Regions from separate parts of the Mus musculus genome. Here region 2 is linked to region 1. The links are chromatin contacts, called in public promoter capture Hi-C maps. All regions are on one chromosome and are shown on one strand. Each heading gives the region's core, a stretch centred on a gene start, on an enhancer-like site or on the middle of the called end of the contact. The rest is flanking DNA. Distances are from core to core; before and after follow the strand shown.

Region 1 (6,346 bases), core at 1,708-4,207:
TTTGTATGTGCGCATGCACAAGCATGAGTGGGGTGCATGCTGCCACGGCACACTGTAGAGGTCAGAGGGCAGCATGGGGGGCTGGTTCTCCCACCACGTGGGTCATCAGGCTTGGTGAAAATTACCCTTTACCTTGATGCCATCTCAGTCCTCATTTGTTTTTCTGACAAGGCTTCCGTGTGTAGCCCTACCTGGCCCAGAACTCACTATGTAGACCAGCTGGTTGTTGCCTCCTGATGTGGGCCCAGGGGTTGAACTCTGTGAATGGGGTTTGGTGGCAAGCACTTCCCCCTGGTAAGTCATTTTGCTGGTCTGGTGTTTGTTTCTCAATGAGGGCCACTCTGGCTGGGGTGATGTGAAATCTTGAACTCTGGATCCTGCTGCCTCCACCTCCAAAATGGTGGAATTACAGGTGTGTGTCCCTTCACTCCGTTCATGTGATGCTGGGGACCTAACCCAAGGCTTCATGCATGCTGGGCAGGCACTGTACCAACTGAGCCTCAGACCCAGACAACATCTTTCATTTTTGTGTAGTATCTTAGCTCCTTGCTGGATTTCCCCACACATTCCAGGCTATTGCTTAGGTTCTCTAGACCCAGGTCATTCTGAGGGCTGGGATTAAGAAAGCTTTCATGGTCTATTTCTTTCTCTGGCCACACATGTCTGCGTGTTTCATTCACTGATTTCCCTATTTCAGCTTATTTACCCACGGGGAACCTCAGGAGAAGACCACACACAGATAACAACGGGCTCACAATATAACTGAGAGTATCCTGTAGGTGGTGGTGGTGGTGATGATGATGATGATGATGATGATGGTGTGTGTGTGTGTGTGTGTGTGTGTGTGCGTGTATCAAGGTCTCCAAGGAGACATATTGGGACTTTAACTCAAGCATGTATTCTGGATGGTGTAATGGAGGATGGCGAGAGGTTTAGAGGCAGGGGCATTCGTCCTTTGGACTTGATTCTTTGGTCTTGCCTTATCCCTGGTGGTATCATAGAGACAGGAATTGATCTCACTGAGGCAGCCCGGTCTCTGTGCCCACGCCTGTAAAATGTGTGCAGCAGCAGGACCAAATGCATAGAGCTGGTGGGTCCATGTTGTGGGATTTAATGTACAGTGAGAGCTTAGAACTGTGTGTGTTCTCACTAAATGTTAGCAGGCATTAGAGTGGCATGGGTTTGCAGATCAGAGAAAATCCCCGGCAACCAAAGCCTGCTAAGCCATGTGTGGTGGTGCATACCAGTCATTCCTACACTCAGGCGGCAAAGGCAGAGCGATCAGAAGTTCACAGTCATCCTCTGTTATGCAGGTAGTCTCACCTCCCCTTAGGCTGAGCAAGCAGAACTGAAGCTGCCTCTGCAACCAGGCCAGTAAAGACAGATGATGACATCACCAGTTGCTGGGTAGATTTAGCCTTGATGGAGTGGATGATATCCGTAGTTGGCAGGTACGGTTGGTTGGCTACAGACACCTGAGCTGTCATGTCCAAATGGACAATAGAGTGCCAGGATGGCAGAGCTGCAGAATGAAACCCTGTCTCCGAAGCAAAGAAGCAGGCCTGCAGCAGTGGCTCAGTGGTTAAGAGCAGAAACTGTTCTTCCAGAGGACCTGGGTTCAATTCCCAGTACCCACAGGACAGCTCAGAATCATCTGTAACTCCAGTTGCAGGAAATTTGACATCCTCTTCTGGCCTCCGACCGCACTGTATGCACACAGTACACATACATATATGCAGGTAAAAAAGCCATACACACACACACACACACACACACACAGAGAGCCATACACTCACACACATACACAAGGAAACAGCAAGTTTAGGAGACTGTTCAAAGCTGAGGCAGACCCAAGTGCTTAAGGGACTATGAAACAACACGAGCTAAGCAGTTGGAAGACAAGGTGGAGTGTATCTATGTGGTGAGGGCTTTGGGGACTTTGGTATTTACTTATCGTTTGTTTGCTGATTTATTTATTTTTGCAGTAAGGTGATGTAAACTTAGTGCTTTATAGCTCAAGTGCCCTATAACTGAGCCACATCTTAAGCCCTCTTTTTGTACTTTGAGACAGGGTCACACTAAGTTTCTCAATCACTTTGTTTAAACCCATGACCTCAACTCATTGCAGTCCTCCTGCCTCAGCCCGGCAATGCTAGCTAGGATGGTAGGTGTGGTCCTCCAGATGAGGTTGGGGTTTTTGCTTTGTTTTCTGAGACAGGGTCTCCTATAATCTAGGCTGGCCTAGAAATCTTTACATAGCTGTAGGATGACCTTGAACTCCTGATCCTCCAACCTCCAGTTCTCCAGGGCTGGAATGATTCTCTGGTGCCATCACTCCTGCTTTGCAAGGTGACTGGGTGGAACCCAGGGCTTCGTGCATGCTAGGCTAACCCTCTACTGAGTCTCCATATAAGGTCTCAATCGCACCAAGTTCAAGGCTTTAGTGAAATTACGTAGTGGAAACGCTTCACACATCTTTGAGCTCAATAAATGATTCTGACCCATCCACCTGCTTTGGGTCTGCTCACGGTCTGCACTCTACAAAAGCAGTTTCTTGGTGTGTGTCCTCACGCCGGCTCCCGGGGGACCCAGGCATTCCGGCCTCCCGCCGCCCCCTACGGGTGCGCACAAAGGCATCCATTCATGCCTGTTTACAAAGCAGCCCATTCACCCTGTCCCCTTGAACCAGCAGCTGCTGGCCGCTCCCCAAGCATCTCTATTGGTGCTTCCTGCTGGCCATCAGGCCCGGGTCCCGCCTACTGCCGCACATTCTCGGCCAGGTTCTTTTCCCACGCCTGGCACGCTTTGCCAACTTCTGATTGGCCTGGCGCGCCAGCCGCTCTTTTTGATTGGGCAGCACTGAGCCCCAGGGGCGAGGTCTGAGCGGGCCGCAGCAAGTGCTGATTGGTCTGTAATGCCTACCTGTGGGTGGGGCCGTCCACTGCAGGCCCCGCCTCCTTTTCTGTCCAGGCCGAGGCCTCTGGACCGCCCTGGGCGCCGGTGAGTGTCCGGGGACCTCCCCCCCGTGGTGCGCCCCAAGGGTTGGCCAGAGCCTGTCAGACCTGGGGAGGCCGGAGCCGGTGGGGTACAGCGGGGGGTCTTGGAGAGGGGTGGGTCAAGACATTCACCCTGGGTGCAAGCGACCCCAGGGTCAGGGAGAGGTAAGGGGAAGGTTGTAGTCACCCAGCCCGGATTCCCACCTTGTGCCAGACAGCCTGGGGTCATCTCTGACAGCGTCACACGGTCTGTTCTGCAGAAGGGGAAACTGAGGCAGTGCTTGGAACGTTGCATGATAGAACACCTGAGTCATGGTCTCCATTCCCCAGCTCTCAGGACTACCGTGTCAGATGTCAGAGGAGGAAAAAGCTGTGGACCAGAGAGAGAGGGGTCGCGACAGGCAGGGACAGGAACAGAGAAGGATGTGTTTGGCTGGGTGTCCCAGTTTGTTTTGATTTGACTTGGTTTAGTTAGTTGTTTTGGTTTTTTGTTTTGTTTTGGTTTTTTGTTTTTTTGTGAGTTTTTTTTGTTTGTTTTTTTTGTGTTTTTTGTTTTTTTTGGAGATAGCTTCTGAACTCACTGTGTAGACCGAGTTGACCTCAACCCCCAACCTTCCTGCCTGAGCCTCTCAAGGGCCGCGATGACAAGAGTGTGCCACCAAGCCTCACAATGGACATGGGCACTTTAATGTATAACTAAACTCCCCTCCAGTGTAGGAGAATGGATTTGAGGTAGGTTTGTGTGGTTTCCATCTCACAGAGAGTGAAGATATAGACTGGACCGAGGTGGGGAACACAGGGACCTGGTGTGCCTGGCCCTGTGGCTTTTTTTTTTTTTTAAACATCATAATAGTAATCAGGAGTTCAAGACCAGCCTCAGCTACATGATGAGTTCCAGGCGAGCCTGGGCTACTTAAGACCCTGTATCTGAAAAACAAAAAACAAAAATAAATTGTTCTGTAAGCCATACCTCTTAACACCTCTTAAGCCACAAGTTTATCGTAGGCATGATCACCCGATGTCTCCTCCTCGATCACCTTCTCGATTGAGGAGAAGACCCAAGCCTGAGGCTGGCATAGCATTTTGACATCATATCTGAGGATTGGGGCATCCCACTTCCAGGGTTCAGGAAACTGAGATTCTAAGAAAGAAAGAAAGAAAGAAAAAAAAAAAAAAAACCACGATAAAACAGAACAGAGACCTGGGTCCTTTTCCTCAAATAATTTTTGTTGATCTCATGAGCCTCAATTCCTAGCGAAGAAAGTGAAGGTTCAGAAGGCTGGAGGGAGATTCGAACCCTAGCATACTTAGTCCGGCTCTGTGCCAGCCCTTCACCTTTGCCCACAGCCGCCCACTTGGCAACAGGTTCTATCTTTGCTGGCTGCTGTGCCAGGCCCCGCCCCCCGCCCAGCCCGGCAGGTGTCAGGAGACGTCAGAACCCGGTCCTGCCTTCCTGACGGGAGAGGCCCCACCTCTTGCTGGACCGCAGAGCCGGCCTCACCTGGGTGCTGGAGAGGATCTGGACTCGGAGGCCTCCCCATCTCTACCGCCAGGCGCCCAGGTAGCCTCGGGATCCGCGGGATAAAGGAGCTATGCCATAGGGCGCTGGGTCGGGACGAGAGGGAGTTAGGATCCATGCTCCCAGAGCGATAATGAGCCAGGTACCCCAAGTCAGAGGGAAGAAGCTGAGCGTGGAACCCAGTGTCTGAGCGAGGAGAGCAGAGGTCTGGACCCTAGTGTCTAAAGGAGGAGGGCTGAGGTCTGGACTCATGTGTCTGAAGGAGGAGGGCTGAGGTCTGGACTCATGTGTCTGAAGGAGGAGGGCTGAGGTCTGGACTCGTGTGCCTGAGGGAGGAAAGCTGAGGTCTGGACTTCTGTACCTGAGGGAGAAGGGCTGGGGCCAGGATCCCAGGGTCTGAGGAAAAAGGACCGGGTCCTGACCAATCTAGGACTGAGGGAGGAGGCTGGGCTGGGGTCAGTACCCCTGGGTTTGTAGGAAGAGGTTGGGTTCTGGACCCCTGAATCTGAGAGAGAAACTGGGGTCTGGACGTCTGGGCCTGAGGGAGGAGAGCTGGGGTCAGGACCCCTGTGTCTGAGGGAAGAAGGTGGGTCCTGGCCCCTTGAGTCTGAGGGAGGAGGCTGGGGCAGGACGGGATCTATGTCACCCATTAGCTGAGGTCATAAGCTTGGTGCTGCCCCAGCCTCTGCCCAGGCGGGCGGGGCCCTGGCTGCTTTCCTTTTCCACACAGCTCTGTCTGCTCCTCCCAGGTGCTCTCACCTGCCTAAGTGACACTAATGAGTCCTGGCACCGCATTCCTGCTGCCTGAGGGAGGGGTGTGTGGCTGGGGCTCAGCCATTTGGGGCCAGGCCCTGGGCCCACCCTCTTGGCTTGGTTAACTTCCCTGAATCCCCACATCCCCACTTCCGACCCACGGCTGCAGCAAACCTCTCGACATCACCCGTGTCCAATGGAGACAGGGCTGGAGATCCCACTCCGGGGTTCTGGGCCTGGACTCTTGGTCTGAGGAGGCTTGCGGCTGCTCTTAAGCTGTTGGGAACAGCAGGGCTGTGAGGTACAAAGCCACCAAACTCTTCCTGGTCAAAGGCTACAGGGCTGGAGAGGAAGCAAGTGGGTGGGGTGGGTTAAAGTCCCTGGGATGGGGCTTGGCTCTGGGTGTATCTACCACACTGGAGCCTGGGGCGATCCTCGGCTCTTTGGGCTGACCATTTGTGGAGCACAGGGGGCCAAAGTGAGTGGGAACCAGGCTACTGAGGTTGGTGTGTGTGAGGAGGGCCAAGAGGGTCCCGAGGCAGAGGAGGTTTGCATGTGGGAGAGGCTCCTGGGGCAAGCTTGAGAGAACAAGATCTGGGAGGACACCTCTTGAACAAGCTGAGCGCTTGGATGGATGCCCCTAAGGTGTGTGTTGGAGGTGCCATTAGCCTGGTACACAGAAGTGAAAATGGAAAGCAGAGATGCAGGTGTCTTCAGGTGTTGTCTGAGTGGGGATGAGGCGGTGGGTCAGTAGGGGCTGCTTGCTGTGGGCCATTTTCTGCAGGATATTGGACAACCCTGAATTGGCTGTGTTTCCTAGTCAGCATCCCTGGAAGTAGGGGGAAAGGCCCAGACACCCTGACTGCCTCTTGCAAGCTTTCTTAAAGAGTCTTGAGACTTAGCTGGGTCCATACCCCAAGACCTGCTGAAAGGCAGGGCCCCAGCAACTCGTGACAGGTTTCCAGAGCCTGGGCTCTGAAAGGCCTCTGAGAATGTTGACTGAACGTGAGAACGAGTGAATGCATGAAGCCAGAGAGACTTCAGGGACTGGGCAATCAACCTGTAATTATGGGGCAGG
Region 2 (6,346 bases), core at 2,797-5,296, 38 kb before region 1:
ACAGAATATTTAGGGTAGTGTGTGCTAAGGGTTAAACTCAGAGTCTTGAGTATTAGACAGGTGCTCTACCACTGAGCCACGCCCCCACCCCTCACTGGGGGATTCTAGGCAGGGGCTCTACCACTGAGCCACGCCCCACCCCTCACTGGGGGATTCTAGGTGGGGGCTCTATCACTGAGACACATGTCATCCCTCCACTGGGGGTTCTAGGTAGAGGCTTTACCATTGGTCTACATTGCAAGTCCACTTTTTTTTAAATCCTGAGACAGGATTTTGCTCACTCAAGTTGTCCTTAAACTTGTGATTCTCTTGCCTCAGCCTCCGTCAGTAGCTTCTATGGTAGACCTGGGCCCCCATGCCTCTTCCTCTTTGTAGACACTTAACCAAATATTCTTTGTTGCTGTCATTTAACATTGTATGTATTTCTGGTGTGTGTTCATTCACACAGATGTACGTGAATGGAGGCCAGAGAACAATGTGGAAGTCTGTCTTCCAATCATGTGGGACAGAACTCAGGTTGTCAAGTTTTTTTTGTTGTTGTTGCTTTGTTTTGTTTTGTTTTGTTTGTTTTGTTTTTAAAGCAAACAGCTTTACCCTCTGAGCCACCTCATTGGTCTCGACATTTACTAATTTTTAGATCTGCTACTTTTGGTCCTGGAGCCTCCTCTGACAAAGGTGGGCACGGTGCAGGATGCAGCCTCACCTGACTCCTCCTCTTCCTGTGCAGCCGGGAAGATATTTCCCAGGATCCCTTTGCAGTGAGTTACACCCTCGTGCCCTCTACTGAATCAAAGGAAGATGAAAACTGTGTTGGGTATCATTCCAGGCCACCAAACTCTCTGTGTGGTTCCCGAGTCTCAGAGGCCAGGATAAATGCCACAGACCCAGTGGTACCCGCAGTTACAGAGTTCCGGAGGCCCCGGCTCAAAGGCTGTAATCATTTTCATGAGTCCTCAAAAAGCAAATCTTTAGGAGCCAGAGAGATGGTACAGCTGGTGAAGGTGTTTGCCAACAAGACTGGTGACCTGCGTTTAATCCCCGGGACCCACAGGGAAGACGGAGAGAGCCAAGTTATTCTCTGACCTCCACATGTGTGCTGTACACACACACACACACACTCTAATAACATAAAATGTAAAACAAACAAACAAAATGACAAGCAGGGGGTGATGGTGCACACCTGTAATCCCAGCACTCTGGAGACAGAAACAAGAGGATCGTTGTGAATTCGAGGCCAGCCTGGTCTACCGAGTGAGTTCAGGACAGCCAAAGCTACTGAAACCCTGTCTCAAACAAACAAACAAACAAACAAACAAACCAACCAACCCAACACAAATCCTGAGGTTGTCTTGGTGACTCATGAAATACCAGCACTGTTGAGGGTGAGGTAAGAGGACTGCCATGAGTTCCGGGTCAGCATGGGTTACAGAGAGAGAGAGAGAGAGAGAGAGAGAGAGAGAGAGAGAGAGAGAGAGAGAGAGAGAGAGAGAGACCTTGTGTCAAAAAAGAAGAAGCAAAGGCAATTGGGGTGGGAGGAGTGAGGCAGAGATAGCTCAGTGGATAAGATGGCTGCCTTGTAAGCATGAAGACTCAAGTTCACTCCTTAGAACGGAAGAGTTCGAGGTGGCAGTGTGTGTAGTCAAAGCTCTGAGAACGAGGCAGAGGGATCCCAGGGGCTCACTGGGCAGCCAGCCTAGTCAGTGACCTTCATGACACCACGAGACCCTAGCTCAGAAACCAGGGTGGGGCTGAAGAAATGCCTCAATAACTCAAAACCTTTACTAATTCTCAGATCCCAGCCCCACTTGTAGTTCACAGTCATCTGCTCATGCAACACACATACATGTACACACATATATGTGCACATACACACATGCATGCACACACACGCACACATATACACACACTTGTGCATGCACAGATACACATATATGCAATACACATAGGAAGGCACATACACACATTCGTGCACAAACAAATACACACATGCTCGTGCATGCACATGAACACACATACATGCATGTGTACACGCATGACCCCATGCATGCACACATGTGCTTACACATTCATGCATACAAGCATGTGAGCACACACATGCACATGCATGCACTCACAACAAACCACCCTCCCTTGATGACCAGGGGTTCATGGTTTTGTGGTAAAGTGAGTAGGGCATTGAGGTTTGATTTGGGAGGAATGGGGAATAGGTGTGGGTGCGGGGTGGGTAGGAAAATTAGAACTCACGACAAGTTTTGTGGTCACAGGCTGAAAGAGAAGAGAGCTGATATGAGTGACGTGCAGACATGGCAGCTTGAGAATTGAATTGGGAAGGGATCAAGGGAGAGAAGGGGGAAATCTGGCAAGATGGTGATGCTGGGGGTCCCAGGAGTGCTATTAGGAGGGAAAGAACTGGGTGGGGGAGAAGGGGCGGCACCTTTCATTTCATAGTCTCTTAATGCTCCCTTTAGTTCCTTGATGGCATGTTCCCTGAAGCTCACCAGCTCTTCCAGCAGAGGAACGTCTGAGGAAGGAAGAGATGCTCTTCAGTGCAGGTCCTCATCAAACCTCCAGCCACTTACAGAATTGTCGGACTGGGCTACAGAGGTGGCTCAGTGCTTAAGAGCACTGGCTGCTCTTGTAAAGAACGTAGATTCAGTTTCCAGCTCCTACACGGTGGCTCACAAACACCTGGAACTCCAGTTCCAGGGGAATCTGATGCCCTCTTCTGACACCCACAGGTACTGCATGCACAAATGGCATATAATACATGCAGAAACAAACAAACAAACAAAAAAAACAAACCCCAAAACCCCAAAACACTTATACACATAAAATTTTAAGAATTTTTAAGTGCTCCAGATTTTAGAGGTTTTCATTTCGGTTCTTTGCAAAAATGACCTGACTGTCCAGAAAGAGTCTGAATTCTGGAAGGCTCCCAAGTGTTTGAGACTCAAAATGTGTGTGCAGACTTGTTTGTGCTTGAATAACGGCTGGTTCCCGTGAATCCTGGCACCTAGAGCTTTGAGGCTGGCTTTGAACTCTAACTAATTAGAGGGATTCAAAGTCATGGTCCTCTTGCCTCAGCTTCCTGAGTTACTAGGATGACAGGCCACGGGTTTACTCACTGGTGGAAGGTTATTACAAATGTTAGATTATTATATTTTTTTAAAAGACAGCTGTAGAGAGACAGAAAGAAAGGCTTGGTCCAACCTTAGATGGGACCGTGCTTATTCACCGCAAAGAAGTAGATGGCCAGAATGCCTCCAGAGGAAGAAGTCACCCCTTATCCCATTGAAATGATTGCTGTAGTCTGCAAAGAAAGCTGGGAAATGTAGTCTTTCAGCAAGACAATGCCAAAAACACCCCGTTTATAAAAATCACAGTGTTTGAGAAACACAAGAAGACAGAAGTGTGTGGCTGGCCACACCTAGTGATGGGCATTATAGAGATGGGAGTGTCCCGCATACATCGTCAACTCTGTGTGACTTTGGACAGGTCACCTGACTTCTTTGAACCTCAGCTTTTCTCCCTCTCAACCCTTTCTCAAAATTCTGCCTAGCTGTCACAGCAAAGGACACATGCCCGCCCAGAGGAGAAGCTCGGATGCAGAAAGGAAGGCCAGGGGGTGGCTCAAGGGTCTCCCACCTGTCTTAGAGTTAGCCTTTATATACTGGGCTTGGTTCTTGAAGGATGTCGCCACTTTTTCCAGTTGATCCACGACTGCAGACCAGAAGGGAGGCCCTGTCAGGTCAGAAGGCCCACAGCTCCCCGGGCCTCTTCCCTACGCACCCAAGTACACACCCACTTTCCCCACGAAAGCGTTCATTGCATAGTCCCTGAAGAAAGGCCCCTCCATGCTCAACAGCAGGGCCTGCGCGCGCGCCTGCAGCCCTTCCAGATGGAAGCGCTTGGTGACGATGGCATCACGCAACTGCCTGAGCTCCAGTAGCACTGACTGGTCGCACTGCAGGCAGCCCCATGCCCCGGGGCCGCCCAGGCCACACAAAAGCACCAGGGCCAAGGCCAAAGGCATGGTGGGGACTTTGTGACCTCACAGGGGCGACCTCAGAACACTCCGAGTGTAGCTCTGGAATCCAGGTAGTTAACATATTTATTGAACACCTGTTGGGTGCTGTTCTAACCCCCATCCCCCACCCCCACCCCCTCCACCCCCACCCTGCCCTCCTCCAACCCCTAAAGCCTGGCTGAGAAAGACTGAAGTGTCCTGCCTTACTGTAGGCTAAATTTACTAATTCAACAGACTTTCTTGCTTTCCTTCTTCCTCACGTTTCTTTCTTTTTTCCTCTTTCTCTCTTACAACATCTTACTAATTTTCGAAGCCAGGTACGTCTTTAATCCCAGCACTCTGGAGGCAGAGACAGGCAGATCTCTGTTAGTTCTAGGCCAGCCTGGTCTATATTGAAAGGAAATAAAACTTGAGACCTGTGATTCATGTAATGTATGTCAAATAGCCCAAAGAGTTGTTTGTGAGCTTTGAAACCTGGGGCTGAGAACATAGCAGAACAGACCAGGACATGCCGGGACAGGCCCGTCCCCTCCCTATCTCCCACCCCTCTGACCTAAGTTAAATGTTAACAGGCTGCTGATGTTTAAATGGACCAATCATGTGAAACCGTGCCAATTCCTCCCCCAGCCCCACTCCTTTTCTATAAAAACCCCTAGCTTCCAAGCCTCGTGGTCGAATCCACTGTCTCCTGTGTGAGATACGTTTCGACCCGACGCTCCGCCATTAAAATACCTCGTGTTGTTACATCAAGGTGTTGTGTTCTGTTGGTGATTCTTGGGTGCACACAGAATCGGGAGTTGAGTGGGGGTTTCCCCACTAGGTTCTTTCAATATTAGTGAATGCTAGGACAGCCAGAGCTACATAATAAGACCTTGTCTTGGAATAGGTTTTTTTTTTTTTTTTTTTTTTGAGACAGGGTTTCTCTGTATAGCCCTGGCTGTCCTGGAACTCACTCTGTAGACCAGACTGGCCTCGAACTCAGAAATCTGCCTGTCTCCCGAGTGCTGGGATTAAAGGCGTGCGCCACCATGACTGGAAGAATAGTTTTTTAAAAAAATAATTTTTGAGAATTTCACAGACACATACAATGCATTTTGATCCTATTCATCGCCCCAAATACTCCCAGGTCCACACCCGGTTTCTCTTTCTCTTCTTCCTTTCTCCAGCCCTCCCTCTCCCTATTTCTCTTCTAAGAGTGTGTCACACAGCCCAGGCTGGCCTTGAACTTTATATTTATCGAAGGATGACATTGAACTCCCAATCCTCCGGTCTCAACCTCCTGATAGTGGTGATTATCTAATTGTAAGTCCAATTTTAAAAGTTCAAGGAGCCAGTGCGATGGCTCAGCAGGTCTTCAATGTTAGGCTAAGCAGAGAAAGGTCTGGGACAAGCTGTGCCACTAAGAGATCACACCACACAGTAGATCTAAGGCAAGAATGCTATTATGGGTGAGTGGGGGAGGGAAGGGATCTCTAGAAGTTGGACAGAGAGATTCAGACAGACTGACAGAGAGACAGAGAGACAGAGAGAGACAGAGACTGAGAGACAGAGAGACTGGGAAACAGAGAAGAGACACAGAGAGAGACATGATGCTGAGAGAGACCTTTCAAAGGGTGTGCACATCCCACTGAAACGTAAGCAGTAAGCAGCTTGTAGCAACAGAGGAGATGGGCTGCCCCTGGCAGAGGGGCAGGTGATGACTTAAGCTGCTGGAGCTGAGTGGCTAAAAGTCAGGCTGAGGGAGCCACCTGATTTACAACACTTAAGCATGAGGACCTGAGTTCGATTCCCAGGACCCACACTGTGGAAGGGCAGAATTGACTCTCCAATGTGATTCTCTGAACACACATTCACCATGGCACGTGCTCCTCCCCCAATAAACATGTAATTTAAAAAGTGCTTAGCACTGAGTGTGGTTAATAGCACCAGCTGGGAGCCTGACTCCTTTGCCTGCTTTTAGGACCTTAGGAGAGTGTCTAGTCTTATCAAAACGTGATATGCTAAGATTAGTTGATGTCCCTGGGAGGCTTGCCCTTTTCTGAAGGAAAACAGAGGAGGAGTGGATCTGTGGGAGAAGGGGTGGTGGTGTGGAGGACTGACAGAAGGGAGGGGAAACTGTAGTCTGGATGTAATATATGAGAGGATTAAAAAAAAGCAATAGATGTTCTTGCATAGGAATCTGAATTTGGTTCCCAGCACCACATGGCAGCTCTAGTTGCAGGGGTCTGATGCCCTCTTCTGGTTTTTCTGGGCACTACATCCATGTGCATCTACTCATAATTTTTTTAAAAAATATTTTTTTTGGTCTTTTTGAGACAA

The links. Capture Hi-C pulls out chosen DNA fragments and counts their contacts.
Region 2: a contact with region 1 is called in a promoter capture Hi-C map of adipose tissue. The contact joins the promoter of Izumo2 here to the promoter of Myh14 in region 1. A contact is called at or near these places in 23 of 39 promoter capture datasets (the 3T3-L1 cell line, 3T3-L1-derived adipocytes, the HPC-7 cell line and 14 more), 3 of 15 datasets of contacts at CTCF or cohesin (embryonic stem cells and pro-B cells), 71 of 484 Hi-C or Micro-C datasets (the AML12 cell line, the Ba/F3 cell line, the CH12 cell line and 28 more), 18 of 115 datasets of contacts at active chromatin or transcription factors (embryonic stem cells, intestinal crypt epithelium, intestinal villus epithelium and 4 more) and 4 of 9 other capture datasets (adipose tissue, embryonic stem cells, liver and 1 more).

The regions. Positions count from the first base shown.
Region 1 is chr7:44,667,454-44,673,799 of GRCm38.p6, reverse strand. It overlaps Myh14 (myosin, heavy polypeptide 14), which reads left to right and starts at 2,957. Exons shown (of 42, transcript NM_001271540.1): 1 at 2,957-3,000. It overlaps 2310016G11Rik (RIKEN cDNA 2310016G11 gene), which reads right to left and starts at 5,567. Exons shown (of 5, transcript NR_152106.1): 1 at 5,443-5,567; 2 at 4,498-4,601; 3 at 3,967-4,137; 4 at 3,201-3,366.
Region 2 is chr7:44,706,430-44,712,775 of GRCm38.p6, reverse strand. Izumo2 (IZUMO family member 2) reads right to left here and starts at 4,046. Exons shown (of 7, transcript NM_001368390.1): 1 at 3,802-4,046; 2 at 3,646-3,720; 3 at 2,435-2,521; 4 at 2,245-2,265. The coding sequence starts at 4,033.